Linked DNA regions of Sus scrofa: region 2 is linked to region 1. Evidence: chromatin contacts called from public HiChIP or PLAC-seq data. All regions are on one chromosome and are shown on one strand. Each heading gives the region's core, a stretch centred on a gene start, on an enhancer-like site or on the middle of the called end of the contact. The rest is flanking DNA. Distances are from core to core; before and after follow the strand shown.

Region 1 (4,264 bases), core at 1,384-3,883:
TAAAGACAAATGACAGACTATGTCTTCATCTCCCCCCACCCCCAACCCAACTAGCCTGGAAGCTTGCTGGGGACAGGGACAGTTTTATTCATCTTTGTCTCCCCAGTACAATGCCTTGCATAAAAAGGGAGCTCAATAAACTCCTGTTGATAAAGACAAATGAAGCTTTCACCAGACTGTTCACTCCCTCACGCCCCTCAGCAGTTAATGCACCAAGTGTACACTGAGTACATGCTGCTTTGCAAATGTCCCATCAGGGCCTGTGATGCAGTATAGCCTACCTCCTTCATTTGACTGGAAGCTCCCTGAAGGCAGGGGCTGTGGCCTGTCTCCTTTCCTTCCTCTAGATCTCCCCCTGGTGCTTAATACAGAGCTTGGCTCACTGTGTTGGTCAATATGTTGACTAAGGCAGCATTCAAGAGTGAAACTGCAAACACGCTTCCCAGAGATCTTGAAGGAGGAGGACTCTAGAGCTTTTTACCTGAGCCATGCTGATTTCTCACTTAATGCAACACAAAAGTTCAGGAGCTTCTTGATCCACCTTTCTTTAAGACACTGTTGTTTGAAGAACTGTCACCAAATCCCTGTAACAACTCCTTCGTGTCCCTTCAGTCCTGCTGCCATATTGAACTGCCTTTGTCTTCACATAGAATTTAGTGTCCTCCAAAGGGAAGATAGATGTTCCAAGAATCCCTGGTCTCTGCCTGGTTCCTGCCTATTGTCTGAAGAAAAAGAGTCTGCCAGTCTTGGTTTTCCAGCTGAATTCCCTGGATGAAATTCACATCTGTTTCACAAACCTAAAACCGAAAAGGGAGATAGGGCTGTTAGGTGCAACATCCACGGGCCCATACCACCAGTCGTGGGCTGAACTTTTGCCAGGCGCTCTTTGTGCAACTCAAAAAAAGGAAGACATCAGTCAAGCAGTTTTTCTTTCTGGGTCATAAGAAACTGGTCTCCGGATAGCCAACAGGAGCAAATGTAACTGGGGCCTCTGGTGAAGGAACTGCACCCGGCCAACTGCTTGGATTTGTCATTTTTGGACGGGAAGAAGGGGGCGGCGGCCCTTTGGGGCTTTTGTGTCCAGTGGGCCGGCCCGCGAAGCTCGCACTCTATTAAGGCGATCAGAAGTAGGGTAGAGAAAAGCTCAAGGCCTATGGCTGGGCCCTTGGCAAGCAGGCAGAAACCGGAACGGCAGTTCGCGCCAGGGCAGGCCCACACGTGCGTGTTCTCCGAGTCCCCCCCCAAGGTACGTAAACTCGCTGCGGAGGTGGAAAGCAAGGAGGCGAAGCCCAGCGCTGAGCGTTCCCACCCACCTTCCCTCCCTCCCTCCCGCCAGCCAGCCAGCCAGCCAGCCAGCCGCTGCGCCCGCCGCACGCACCCGAAGAAGACAGCCGAGGAGCGCGCAAGGTGCGTGCTCGCGCCCGCGTCCCTTCCGAGCAAGCCCCCACTGCCCGACCGGGGACGCGGCCGGACCGCGGAGCGCGCGCGGTCCTAGCTCTCCCCGTGAGCCCCCTCCCTTCGCCACGCGCCCCTCCTCCCTTCCCCTCCCCCTTCCCGCGCGGCGCCCCACGGCCTGCGAGCTGCTGAAGCGCTGCCGTCTACCCGGACGACGTTGCGCTCCCCGGGGCGTGCTCTTACCTGCCAGGCGCGGCCTTCCACTGTCTCCCCAGCCGCGCGGCGCCTCCTCCAGGCCCCAGCACGCCGTGCCAACCCCGTGGCCACCGCTGTCCCCGCCGGGACCGAGGCAAGTTTACAAACACCAACCCGGGGCCCGTTTCCCCGGAAGCACTTCCCCCTCCCCCCCTCGGCCTCTCCGCTGAGCAGCACTATCCACTTCCGCCTCGGGAGTCTGGACGGGCGGGGGCACCCAGAAAAGGGGGTGAAGCTGAGGGCGCACGGAGGGAGTGCAGCTGGTGAGTGGGCGGTACCGGCGCTCAGAAGGACGGGAAGAAGGCGGAGCAGAGGTACGGCGCGTGCGCCGTTGTGTGGGCGCGCCGCGGCGGCCATCTTGATTGAGGGCAGGCGCGAGGGCCGTGAAATGTTGGTTCGCTGAGTGTTCCCTGAGGGGTGTTGCTGGATGAGCTGGTTAAGACTTCTGGAAGAAGCGTCATCACTCTCCCTTCCTCGCAGTTATTCTCCCTATCGCGTCTAAGCCTGGAACCACAAATAGAGCCAGAATAGTTCGTGCCAGGTCTTTTCGCGTAACTTGGTCCAGGTCATCTTTCCCTGAGCCTTCCATCAGGCCCAGGTCTGCATATTCTGAGGGCCGCCTCGTCAGCAGAGAGGGGAGTTAACTTTTTTTGCACGTTTTTGTTGAGTACTCTCAACCCCAATCTGAGAAGGGATGCCCTAGTATGATCCGAGCGCCCGAAGTCAATCTGGTTTCTTTATACCGCTTCCACCTTTATTCCAAACGGTCCAGCCTCTAACATTGGCCTTCTTGCCTGGAAAAAGCCATAGAACTACCCCTCAGTAGGAAGTAGACTGTAGTCTTTGTTGGAGACTTGGCGATGCAGGGTGGCCCTTGGGCCCAGCTACGTTAGGAGCATGGGAACCTGAGCCTTTCTTTTTTGTTTTTTAGGGCTGCACCTGCGGTACATGGAAGTTCCCAGGCAAGGGGTCTAATCAGAGTCATAGCTGCCAGCCTAAGCCACAGCCACAGTAGGGAACCTACTCAGGGAGGCCAGGAATCAAACCCACATCCTCATGGACACTAGTAGGGTTCGTTATTGCTGAGCCACAACTGGAACTCTTCTTGAGCCTTTCTTTAAATTCTGTTTGCGGGAGTTCCCGTCGTGGCACAGCAGAAACAAACTGACTAGGAACCAGGAGGTTGCGGGTTCGATCCCTGGCCTTGCTCTGCAGGCTGAGGATCCGGTGTTGCTTTGAGCTGTGGTGTAGGTCTGTAGGTCCCAGATGCGGCTCGGATCTGGCGTGGCTGTGGTGTAGGCCAGTGGCTACAGCTCGGATTGGACCCCTAGCCTGCGAACCTCCATATGCTGCAAGTGCAGCCCTAAAAAGACAAAAAATTCTGTTTCCAACTTTAGCTATTAGGAAGGGATTCTGCCAAAGATGGATAATGCATTAGTGCACTTGATGGAAGGAAATGTTAATTCCGTTTAGGTCCCAGCTTCTGTAGTGCTGTAAGGTTGTGAGTTTAGGAGAATTAAAGGAGATACCAAAAGAAAAAAAAATTATGAAAGAAGACAAGAATTCTCAGCCACTTTTGGTATACAGATTTTATTTCCCTGAACACTCCCATTTTTGGAGCAATTGTCAGCAAATCTTTGTGCTCTTAAGATTGTCATAGAACAGTCAAAACTAACAGGAGATCACCAGGAATAAATAATTAAAAGTTTAGCTCATGCTTATTTTAATAAATCCACATAACACAAAAGAATAAGAGGCAGAAAATGTTTAGTTCCCTCATCTACTATTCCATGCTCCTGAAGGTAGTCACTTTTATCAGTTTGGTGTGTATACCTACAGGCTTTTTTGTGAGTTCCAAAAACCTTTTTTTTCATGCAGAACATATTTTTGAGCACCTACAGTGCACCTCACAAGTGTATTTTAGACATCTTCTAAGTCATTTCACATTTTAAAAATTGTTGCATAGCACTCACATTTGTCTAGACCCACCCTAATGAACATTTAGCATAGTTCCAGTTTTTTAATGAACAATGCCATAATGAACATCCTTATATAATTATCCTTTTGTATTTATAGATAGACATGTAGATGGGATAGGTGCATTTTAAATTTTAATAGAGTCTGTGAAATTGAATTTCAAAAGTTTGTAACATTCAGAGCCACTTGTGAATGTCCCCATTTCCTACAACCTTGGTGATACTGCAAGCTATGAATTTTTTAATACACTGCCAATTTTTTTTTTTTTTTTTTTTTTTTGTTCTTTTCTAGGGCTGCACCCGCTGCATGTGAAGGTTCCCGGGCTAGGGGTCTAATCGGAGCTACAGCTGCTGACCAGAGCCAAAGCAACTCGGGATCCAAGCCTCGTCTTCGACCTACACCACAGCTCAGGGGAATGTCGGGTCCTTAAGCCACTGATGGAGGCCAGGGATCGAACCCGCAACCTCATGGATTCTAGTCAGATTCCTTAACCACTGAGCCATGATGGGAACTTGAACATTGCCAATTTGATAGGTGAAAAATAGTAATTTAAATTGGATTGTGATGATCATTGTACAACTATAAATGTAATAAATTCATTGAGTAATAAACAGTAATTTTATTGTTTTAATTTGCA
Region 2 (3,972 bases), core at 1,109-3,608, 310 kb before region 1:
GTCTTCCCTATTCTGGTCCCATACTCCTGCAGAAGGCTGATCGGGGTCTTGCCCGGGTTGGCTGCCAGCATTTGCTCTATACTGGGGGGAGGGGCACAGACCCTCATCACACCTCCCCTCTCTGCACCCACCTGGCCAAGCACTGCCATATCAGACCCAGGCTCGCTATGGGGGACATAGGGTCCAGAGGACCTCAAGAAGCCATTGGCTGGGTTCAATGTGGAATAGAGGTGCAGGCTGGTAAAGCAGGGTCCACTGCCCCAGGGCAAGCGCAAAGCACTGTTCCTGTCTCAGTTAAGGTGGGGGAATCCTGTACCCCAGTGCAGGTTGAAAGTGCATGTCCCCTGACACAGTGCAGGCCAGGAACCCAGTACCCACCAAATGCACTGAATGTCGGGGGCATAAAGCCCATTGCCCCAGTGCAGTCTGGGAACCAGGCCAATCCCAAACTAGCTAAAGCCGGAGGCAGTGGCCACTGCCGGGGTGCATGCCGGGAACCACGGTCCACTACCCCAGTGCTTGCCGGGAACAACCCGCAGACCAGGTGCATGCTGGGGCCCGCGCCGCTACTCCCTCCGCACCACGCCACGTTCCGCGCCCTACGGGCTTTGGTACCAGGCGGCTCACCTGGGCAGCCCGCAGCCCGTGGTAGTGCCGGAGCCCTGCTCCTCTTCACTCATTCCCTCCTCCGTCCCCGCGGGCGCCACCGTGACTGTAGCCTCCACGCGCCCCAACACACCGCCGACGAGCTAGGGCCGGGGCCAAGCCCCGAGTCGCGGCCGGTCGGGCCCACCGCGGGGCATGCTGGGATATGCAGTCCCCCTCCCACCCGACTCTATGAGTCTTCATCAGGAGGACAGCTATCCGCCCCACAACTCTCCGCGTGGTCCGCCCAGGCTGGCAGCACCGCCTTCTGGGAGGAGCGGACCCCTCCACTATTGCTTCCCAAGCCGAGGATGTGTTTTTGGTTTGGGGGTTGGTTCGTTTGCTTGTTTTTATTATCGCCCCGCCTCCTTCCCTCCGCGTAGCCTCTCCCCAGGGCTGGGGCTCTGGGCGTGCGTACTAGCCGATTGGCAGCGGCTGGGGGACGGCGCCGTAAGGGCGAACTCGAGCTAGAAGGCCTCCGGATCCCAAGAAAACTACAGAACCCAGGAGCTCGCGCGCGTCATCTTTGTCGCAACTAGAGGGGCAGGGTCAAATATTCACGAAAAGCTTTGCAGCACAATTGGTTATTCCCGAATGGACCTACTTGCTCTAGGTGGATTGCAATTGGTTATTTCACCTAGAGAGGCGGGGACAAGAGAAGGCTCAGCCCCTTTGACTCCGCCTCTTTCTTGAGAAAAGGTTGTGATTGGCCCAGGGGTGATGCTGCTGTCGGTTCCTGGCTGTTTGCGGTCTGGGAGGGTGGGTCCTGCCTGCACGCGGGAGGGGACTATTCTCTGCCCCTCAGAGCGCCAGGCCAGTCAGTTTTAAGTCCAAGTTCATCTCTGTCTCAGTTTCCACTCAGCCTCTGACCTAAACCCTGGCTCTCGGGCCTTCGTCTCACAGAAACGACTACTTTTTCCTAGGTTGTCCTTCACTTCCCTTACCCTTAATTTTGCCCTGCAGCCGGTCGGTTTCCGCTTCTTTTCTAAAGCCTCTTTAGAATGGCTCTAGTGAACTTTTCTGTAGCTGGTTCCCCTACACCAGGAGACCCCCCTATGGAGCCTGAGAATCAGGCTATAATGGGACGACAGGATTAGAAGGACTAAGGCACATGGTGATCTCATTCCCTCTGCCTTGCGTCTTGTGTCTCTCAGCTAAAGAGAGAGCAAGAGAGGATTCTGGCCTGTTAAGACTAATTGACTAATGTGTGTGCAGAGCAGAAGGCGGATGTTGAGGTCCCGAGCTTCATTCCCTCCTCGCCGAAGTCTCACAGCCACTGGCCTGAAAGATTGTAGGGAGAATCTTGTGACCTTGGAGAAAGAGATCACGAAAAAATGTCTGAATCTAATGAGTGTTCTGAGAATGGGTCAGGGAAAAGCAAGTCCCCGCACCGACGGACTTGCTCGGTGCGGGGATGATGGTCCAGAGAAATCTTGGAGTAATAATGAGGGGTTATCCAGGAACACTAGCAGGGAACGGGGATTGAGCTGAATGGATCCCAGGTGGGTGAAACTGGAGTGGTGACAGGGGAAAGAAGGCTGTCAAGATCAACATGACGGGGGGAGCGATGCTAGAGCGCTGGGGTAGTCCCATCTGAGGGGCTCTTGTCTCAGGGTATAGCAGGGAGCTTAGAAGATCGCTCATAGGGGGCGCCTACGGAATCGGTTAAAGGCCGGAGGTGGGACCGCCCCAGGTCACCGCCAGCAGGAAGGTGCGGGGCCCAGACCGGCCAGAGACGAGCCTGGAGCGCGCCGGATGGCAGCAGCGGGCTCCTTTAAGAGGCCGGCGGCTCCAGCGCAGCATCCCCCGCTCAGGGCGTGTCCGTCCCGGGGGGCCGGGGGCGGGGGCCTTGGAAGGAGCAGGAGTTCAAGCCGAGTGAGGACAGGGCTTGGGGTCGGGGGGTGGGGGAAGAAAGCTGAAGCTGACATCCCGCGCTCCCGGACACCGCACGAGCATCGCCTGTGACAGCGCCCCTGGTCCGGTTGAGGGCAGCGGGGGGAGGAGGGAAGGAGGAGGAAAAGGAGGAGGAGGCGGGAGCAGCATCCGGAGCCGAGCTGCAGCAGCGCCGCCTTTTGTGCTGCGGCCGCGGAGCCCCCGAGGTGAGAGCCGGGCCGAGTTGTGGAGGGTTGGGGGTAGGGATAGGTCCGAGACCCGGGACCTGGGTGCCGAGGGAGGGTCGGGATGCAGATGTGGCGGGGTGTGGGGAGGGTGGCGCAGGGATGCTGAGACTGTGAGGATGGAGGAACTGGGGACCTGGACCCGACGCCTGTGGGGATGGGAAGGAGGGGAACCAAGCAGAGGGATGCCGCGGCCCAGCTTGGAGGCTAAGGGCCTCCAGAGCTGAAAAGGAGTGTATGGGTGGGGGTGGGGGGATGATTGGGGAACAGACTTAAAGGACAGGGGGAAAGAGAGCGTCCTCCTCTCCTCCCACTCAACCTCAAGAAGGGGGGGGGAGAGAAGGAGGAAGAGTTTGGGCCCCTCAGGAAAGGGAAGGATGGACAAGGCCTCATGTGCCCCCCATCCAACTCCCTGCCCCCCACACTTAGCAGGCTGCACCTGAGGATTATAGGCAGTGAGCACCTGTTCCTGGATGCCCAGGTGATGGTCATCCTCCCCTCCCCCATTCTTATGTGGTTTTTCTGCCTCCCCTAACCCATGTCCCTGGACCAGCCCTTTCACGAGCCTCCTCCCTTTTCCCTACACTCTGATCAAACTCCTTGGTTTAAAAATAAGCAAGAATCCTTTGCACAGAGTTAAAACTCCTGGGAACCATGGCCTTGGCTGAGGGGAGGGAAAAGAAAGGGCCAGAGGCTCTACAGACAGTGGAAGGAAATAATGGGGAGTCCCTTAGAATTGAGGGAAGAGTCCCATCTTTGAGCTCCATTACCTGCTCCCTTCTGGAAGGAGCAGGGGTCAGGGGTCCTCAGCCAGGTGGAGGCGCACCCAGGGTCTCTCTCCCACCAGGGTTCTCTCCCATTACACCCTGTGGGTCTCTCTAAATACCATTTTCCTTCCAACTCAGAGGATGGATTCCATGGCTCTGGGAGCTCTCATTTTTTCAGCCAGAGGGTCACCCCAAGGGAAGGGGAGTCGGGGGCAGTCAGGAAGGGCCTGAGTGCACCCTGGCTCTTCCTGTCCACATGCTGAAGTTCCTCTCAGCTTTAGGGCCTGCTCTCCCCTATCTAATACTTAAGGATGGGAAAAAACTTCTGCCTGCTCCAGGCTGCCACCCATCCATTCACCGCGGGGACCCAGGTGATGCTGGGAAAACCAACACCAGCACAAGTGAAAATGCGTAACATCCACCCCTAATTCAACCCAGTTATG

Evidence for each region. HiChIP or PLAC-seq counts read pairs in DNA pulled down with a chosen protein or histone mark.
Region 2: an H3K27ac HiChIP or PLAC-seq map of alveolar macrophages shows a contact between it and region 1. The contact joins the promoter of MAP3K12 here to the promoter of ZNF740 in region 1. A contact is called at or near these places in 1 of 5 promoter capture datasets (liver) and 1 of 2 datasets of contacts at active chromatin or transcription factors (alveolar macrophages).

Annotation. Positions count from the first base shown.
Region 1 is chr5:18,407,053-18,411,316 of Sscrofa11.1, reverse strand. It overlaps ZNF740 (zinc finger protein 740), which reads right to left and starts at 2,633. Exons shown (of 7, transcript XM_021091710.1): 1 at 1,639-2,633; 2 at 282-797. The coding sequence starts at 290. It overlaps CSAD (cysteine sulfinic acid decarboxylase), which reads left to right and starts at 871. Exons shown (of 17, transcript XM_021091702.1): 1 at 871-1,246; 2 at 1,337-1,407; 3 at 1,671-1,744. The coding sequence starts at 1,154.
Region 2 is chr5:18,715,595-18,719,566 of Sscrofa11.1, reverse strand. MAP3K12 (mitogen-activated protein kinase kinase kinase 12) reads left to right here and starts at 2,358. Exons shown (of 14, transcript XM_003126192.6): 1 at 2,358-2,744. It overlaps TARBP2 (RISC-loading complex subunit TARBP2), which reads right to left and starts at 979. Exons shown (of 9, transcript XM_003126194.6): 1 at 628-979; 2 at 1-81. The coding sequence starts at 680.